Regions from separate parts of the Arachis hypogaea genome. Here region 2 is linked to region 1. Evidence: chromatin contacts called from public Hi-C data. All regions are on one chromosome and are shown on one strand. The core of a region is the stretch at or near the end of the contact, and the rest is flanking DNA. Distances in the headings are between cores, read along the strand shown.

Region 1 (3,407 bases), core at 432-2,931:
CACTGTAATGCTGAAAAGCGTGTATATTTCGTAATTAAAATGAATTTAGTTAGCATATAATATTGACAAGCGCAGCATGGGCAATAATAAAATGTATATGAACAATGATCCTAATTTATAATTATCAATTTAGGCTAGTGGGCAATTCACATAAACAACATAGAATTGTGTACTGAAAGAGTTAAAGTACACAGCTGACCTCTAAAATTTTTCTTTGGCACATTTTTCTTTGAAACTTAACATTTAACATTGTCTTAATGCTTTTGCACTTTCCCTAAACGTATGTTCCCGTTTCCCACCCTTTTTACATTTCAGGTTAATCATAGTGACACATTTTGCATGATCCAAAAGAAAGTGTTCTTCACTATGAAGTCCAAGTGCAGAACAAAACAGCACCATCTTTCCATTCCCAAAGAAAATAAAAGGGAAAGGAATAGAAAAGAAGGAAAACACAATATATTGTTTGATATGAATAACACATTTAAGGGGGAGAAAGGGTCAAAAATAGAAAATTAACCCAAACCGTAACCTAACACTGAAATGAAAAGAAGTTTCTGTATAAAAGAAATAATGATAAAGATTAATCCAGAACAACCTTAAATTACTTGCAGCATGTTGTTGTCTCCTTCGAAGACCCAATTTTTAACCCAGCGCGCAAGCGTCGGTAGAGAACTCGGCTCCGGCTGCGATGGGAAGAGGTAGTCGATCGGCAGTGGCACGAGACAGTTGCGTTAGTAGCTCGTACGTTTTATAAGCATGGAGGTGTGGAAAAAGGCAGAATTTTACATAAAAGTACTAATATTTTGACCAGGGTTGCAAACGGGCATGCTTGCCCGCCCCGCCTAAGTCCGCCAGGGCGGGCCAGCCCGCCTCGTCTGACTGAACGGGCTTCTTTACTCTTTTTGGGTTACAAACATGCATGTCCACCCGCCCCGACTAAGCATGCGGGGCTGGCGGCCCGCTCCTTCTAACAGAAGGGCTGTAAACACTAACCCGCCCCGCCCCGCCCTGACCTGACTTGCCTAAGCCCGCCAGAGCGCCCCGTCTAACTGAACTGGCTGCAAACACTAGTCCGCCCCGCCAAGAATGCTTCTTTACTCTTTTTGGGTTGCAAACCAGCATGCCCGCCCGCCCCAATCCGTCTAAGCCCGCCCGGACGGGCCAACCCACCCCGTCTAACCGAACGAGCTGCAAACACTAGCCCCCCCGCGCAAGAATGCTTCTTTACTCTTTTTGGGTTGCAAACGGGCATGCTCGCCCTCCCCGGCCGTCTAATCCAGCCGGAAAGGCGGGCGCCCCGTCTAACTGAACTGGCTGCAAACACTAGCCCGCCCCGCCAAGAATGCTTCTTCTCTTTCATTTTTTTTTTTCGGGTTGCAAAGGAAAAAATTACAAACTTTATAGAACAAAAGCAGCACAGCAGATTAGCAGAAACGAGGCACAACAGAGAGAACAGCCGATGAGGGAAGAGATTCACCTGAACTGACGCGGTGGTCGGTGGAAGCACCAGGGCGAGGATCGGCGAGCACGGGGTGGAGACTGGAGAGAGCAGGAGAACGAGTCAGTGGAGCAGAGGATGAGGGACCATTGGTGCCATTGCCACCCTAATTTTGATACAATAGAATATGGAATGAAAAAGTAATTTTTTTTTTTTTTTATTTTGAACAATTACCTAGTCCCTCAAGTTTTTATAGTAAGACATTTTAGTCCTTTATATCCTAAAATATACATAACGATCTTTAATATTTATTTTTGTTAAATAATATAATTTTTTTGTTAGTCACCCCGGTTTTATCTTAAGTGAAATAAAAGACTACTTTAATAAAGATATTAAAAATATCATTTTTAAAGATATTTACATGTGTTGTATTATTATTAAATATTTTTATTAAACTGATTAATAATTTATTTTTTAATAAACTAAAACAAAATTAGTTTATTATAGCAACAATAATAAACTCAATTATCCTTATTATAATTATTAGATCTAGTTTGATCCGATCAATTTACACAATCTGAATCGAATTATGTTTAAATTTTAGATTTAGATCCTCTAAAGTTTGAATTTCAGTTTAGAGAGTAAAGTGTGATCTTCTGCCCTTGAATAATTTCTCTTTCATATTTATTTTTGGCCCCACCTATAAAATCAATGGTGAGAGATCACATTTTATTCTCTAAAGTGAAATTCAAACTTTAGAGGATCCAAATCCTTAAATTTTTTAGTAAAAAGACAAATATATCCTTAACTTTTTGTTTTGCAGACATTTAAATCCCTAAAAATTTAAAAATACAATTAGGTCCCTAGAAAAAAAAATCTTACCTTATCCCTCTGTCATTTTCCAAGCCCAAATCCAACCCCAATATCTCACTAATCTCTCAAGCTGACCCGAAAAAGAAAAAAACTTAGCCATAACGTCTCTTTCCTCTCCTTTTTTTCATTGAAGCTCGAGCTCTCATCTCTTTGCTCACTGGCTCAATCTCAAGCTTTCTCCCTCTCTCGTTTCCGGTCAAGCACTCAAGGTCCTTGTTGCTCTTTGTGTCATCAGTCGTCACCATCTTGTCAGTCGTCACCGTCTCGCACTCAGTCGCGCTTGCATGCCTTTCTTGAGCTCGTCGTCGCTGGCAGAAGAAGCAGCTGGTAGGAGTTACTAGGGCTGCCGGCACAGAACGTGCAACACAGCAATCCACTATTGCATACAAAGGCGGATGCAGTGATGTTGATGTAGGTATGGCAGAGGCTGGAGGAGGAGCAGTTAAGTGGCGACATAAGAAGCGTTTGAGTGCAGTTGAGGTAAACAATGGTATTGGAGCTTGTGATGTTGAAAGGGAGGGTACTGTTGAGCTGAATCCTTTGGTGAACCTTATCGGTGGTGACACACGTGTTCGGCAGGAAAGACACAGGACAGATAACGAGGCATTGGGACTGAGAGTTTATGGACTCGATCGGGTAAGAGTTTTTGAGCTTGTCGAAGACGAGAGTGTTGGAGGTACAATGGATCTTGTAGGCGGGATCGCCACAGGTTGGGTTGGTGCTTAGTGGGAATGGGACAATGGCATTGCTGCACCGGGGGCATGGGATTGCTAGTGTCACGTGAGGAGCACGTGAGATGAAAAGAAGGGATGATAGAAGGAAGAGAAGGAGGTTGGTTGGGGATAAGAGCAGGAGATATGTTTGTTTTGTATTGGCAAAGAGCTGCTAGTTATGGGCAGACTAGAATATTTGGCATTTTGCAGTTTGTTGCTACACAATCAACACCAGCTCCTTGTCCTACTGCTCAGGTAATTGATTTTGATTATGTATTGTTGTTTGCTGTTATGTTTAAATGTGGCCTAACTTCGCTAGAATTTCAGTGAAATAAAATAGAAAAATAATATGACATTTTCTTTGTTTGTGTCCTGGGATGCAG
Region 2 (3,769 bases), core at 688-3,187, 250 kb after region 1:
TTTTAATTTTGCTTAATTATAAATTAGTTATATAATACACTGGGTAAAAGTTGGAGACTTTTAAAATATAACATTGGTATTATCGACGTATTACTTTATATTTTACCTTCATTTTATTAAAGAAAATTTTATTGATCGGCGACCTTGACCCAAAATGGGGGCAAGATTTAGAAGAATCATTTCGGTTAGCTATATGATCTCTTTGGATTTAACTATTATTAGGTTATTTATGGTCACATTAAGTATATATGTCTGATTTATTGAAGAAAGTAAATTACTAAAATCGATTAATAACTACTTTAGAGTTGATACATTTAACACTAGATTAAAAAAGCGAACAATGCATAACATATTATTTTTTTATTAACCAAATTAATTTTAACAAAACAAATTAAAATTATAATTTCAATCTTACCACATGCATGACACATATTATTACACTTGTTGAAAAAAAAATTGAGATCAAAGAATCCATTTACTTATTTAGTTATCCTCTCAATCTCCTTTGTTTTATCCCATCGTGTTGGAAAGAGCTTTAACAATATTTAAAGATGACAACGGGACAAATAAACTGATTTTTATCCTATTCAACCACTTTTTTCTATAATAATTTGTCCCGCCGTTATTCGGGTAGTAACAATCTATACCCTAATACGCTCCTACGTATTTTCTATTAATTATTAAAATTAAATTTTGAAATTTATATAATCATGATTATATACATAATATAAATTAAACTAAAAACCTAAAAATAATACAATATCAAATAATATTATTAATTTTTTTACACATATTAAATATATTATTTATTAAAATTATATATATAAAATTCGTCTTGCACCGGATAAAGATAGGTCGATATCTGTGAATTTGGATAATATTACCATCCTTGATAACAACAATAACAAAAAGTATGATTCTCTTTCCTCTATTATTTTTTCTTTAGTTTTTCAAAAGTATTTACCTCTGAAAACAATAACTAATCACTTTTCCAGCAACTTTATCTGCTATACGATACTTTACATTCTTAACATTTGTTATTTATTTAACAATTTTTAATTATTAAATTTATATAAAAATAATTACATGTGAATTTTTATTTTATTATATTCAACCATGTTATATAAATAATATAAAATATATATTAAAAATAAATTAAATAATATAAATATTTATAAATAAATATATTGTGGTAGATTATTTACTTACTCATGGTGATACTCCTATGAATTTGAGTGCTTATTTTTTTTAAGTTAAAAGATAGACCAAAAAAATATAAACAAACCGGATAAAGTAGCAATAATAATTAACCAACTTGAACTTAGGTTGATTTAGTAATTAATTTATTATATTTAGATAAGTGTTAGAACTTCGAATTTTGATTTGTGCATATAATAACTTATTGACTAAACAAAAAAATCCTTAAATAAAATTTCAATTTACGTCGAATTAATTTTTAAATGATCAAATTGAGAGATATCATAAACAAAAAAAAATAACAATAATAATTTAACTCATTATTTTTTGAGATAACAATAATAAACTGTGCAATCCAAGTACAATAAAAGTTGCCTGATAAGAGCAGGAATATTATATGCTCAATAACTATTATTGTTTTAAATTAGTATTTAACAAATAATAATTTATTTTTGTAGTTATAAAAATTTATTCATATAAAAATACATGATTTATATTTATATTTAATAAAATTTATGTAGATAAATTAATATAATTTATATTTATATTTATTAAAATTTGTAATATAAATTAATAAAATTTATTTATTAAAAATAATTTAATATTTGTGGACGGGGTAATCCAAATTACTAAAAATTTTTGGGTGGGCAGAGTGGGCGGTCCAAGTAAATGGGAAGGGGTCGGGTTGACCCGAATGGAGAAGACACGTTACCCGGAAGTCCGTTATCCAGAAGCAGGAATCATCCATCATCATTCATCGATCAGCGAGCACAACAGCACAAGAAAGAGAGAAGAAGAGGCAATGGCGCTGCAAGCTCACTCTCCTTCACGCTTACTCTTACACTCGCAGTCTCCGTTACAGTCAACACAAACTCCTTCCACTCTCACACTCTCACTCACTGCCGCCTTCAACCCCAAACCCCTCACTCTCTCTTTCTCACGGCGTCGGCAGAGGAGTATTACGGTGTCCCCAGTGGTGGAGGAAAGCCAGGAGAGTTCCGAACCGGAAGCGGAAGCAGAAGCAGAAGAGAAAGAAGTGACGGTGGCCGATGAGCTGAAGAAGGCGATGCAGGAGAGAAGAGAGAAAGAAGGAGAAGAAGAGTTTTGGGGCGGAGTAGGGCGAGAGATCAGGGAGATCGAGTGGCCACCCTTTGGGAAGGTGCTGGGCACCACCAGCGTTGTTATCAGCGTCATCTTTGGTTCCAGCGTCGTTTTGCTCACTCTCAATGCTCTTCTCGCTGAGCTTTCTGACCGCGTTTTCGCCGGCAAAGGGGTTCAGGATTTCTTCACCTAAGTCACTCATAGCCAATCAAAATGCTTGCTTTGGTGAGTCGCTATATCACTGCCAACCCTTCATGTAACTTCTAAAGTTATATTGTTATTGAATTCATTTTTGTTACACTAGTTCCTGTATTAAGAAACTGAATGTAAAGTTTTGATATATAGATAGAATGATTTCTTATCTTTCATCAATTATGTATGGCTTTGAAAAATGAAAAATGACAACTTAACATAATTGTTCAAGATTCAAAATTTCCTTATTCAAGTATTTTCAAGCAAAATTTATGGCAGAATCACAGACAATAGTTTTTTAGGATCACTAGCTACGTCTATTCGATCCTAAGTCATTTCAGCCGTTGTTGCTGTGATTATCAACAATGTTGCTGCTGCTTGGGTGTCATCGGAGTTGCTGCAGCTGCCACGGATTAGGATAAAGGGTTTGTTGCATTTAACAATTTTTACGAGATTCAACTGATAGAGGGATGAATTTTAAATTAGAGCTCTCAATTTATGACTGCCTATAAAGTTTAATTAATAAGTGCACACGAGTTAATAATGGTCTAATGGTTTGATTATTTTATTGACTCTTGACTATAATTTGGCTGTGGTTGTGTTGTGTTTAATGTTTTGGTTGATTTGATTTTGATTGCTAGTAAATGAACTAAGTTGCTGGCTTGTTGTTAAAGATGGTGAATTAGGAACTACTAGGGTCAAATTGAGTTAGAATAATAATTAACCTCTTTCAAACTTTTAAAAGCCTTTTAGAATTGAATTAGAGTGTGTTTAAAGAATTGGAATCAATTTGGAAGTAAGATTAGTCGTTTAGCTTGTGCAGAAGAGACTGATGGATTAGGAATCCGAAAAATGGGTAAAACTAATAATTTGGAATATTTAGGACAAATTGGCTTTTGAGGCAAATTTCAATTGGCAGAATATGACTACTAAACTTGGTTTCAGTCTTTGAAAGTCGCTAATTGGATTTTGGGTTTAGGTTCCTTAAAATGCAAAAACAGTTTATGCAGAAATTATGCATAGAATCCAACAATTTCGTGGATTTACTGCTTTCACCTTAGAAGTTCAATTGGTGTGAAACCAATGTTAAATAAAACTTTTATTAACCTAGTTTGTTGTCATTAAATTTAAGAATTGTTGGAGTTATGGTTTAGGAGATATGAATTTTTGAAATCTAACACTTTATGCAGTAAAAATTAGATTTTAGTTTCCAAACCACTAAATTTCCATGCTCATAACTCCCAGTTCTGAATGGATATTGAGTTGCAACCAATTGCAA

Evidence for each region. A called contact is a pair of places that touch in the nucleus more often than the background predicts.
Region 2: a contact with region 1 is called in a Hi-C map of leaf, with 5 times the contacts expected there. The contact joins the promoter of LOC112710830 here to the promoter of LOC112710826 in region 1. A contact is called at or near these places in 2 of 8 Hi-C or Micro-C datasets (both in leaf).

The regions. Positions count from the first base shown.
Region 1 is chr9:33,424,748-33,428,154 of arahy.Tifrunner.gnm2.J5K5, forward strand. It overlaps LOC112710826 (cyclin-H1-1), which reads right to left and starts at 1,682. Exons shown (of 15, transcript XM_029289017.2): 1 at 1,478-1,682; 2 at 1-10.
Region 2 is chr9:33,677,362-33,681,130 of arahy.Tifrunner.gnm2.J5K5, forward strand. It overlaps LOC112710830 (preprotein translocase subunit SECE1), which reads left to right and starts at 1,938. Exons shown (of 2, transcript XM_072202866.1): 1 at 1,938-2,523. The coding sequence starts at 2,000. The coding sequence ends at 2,491.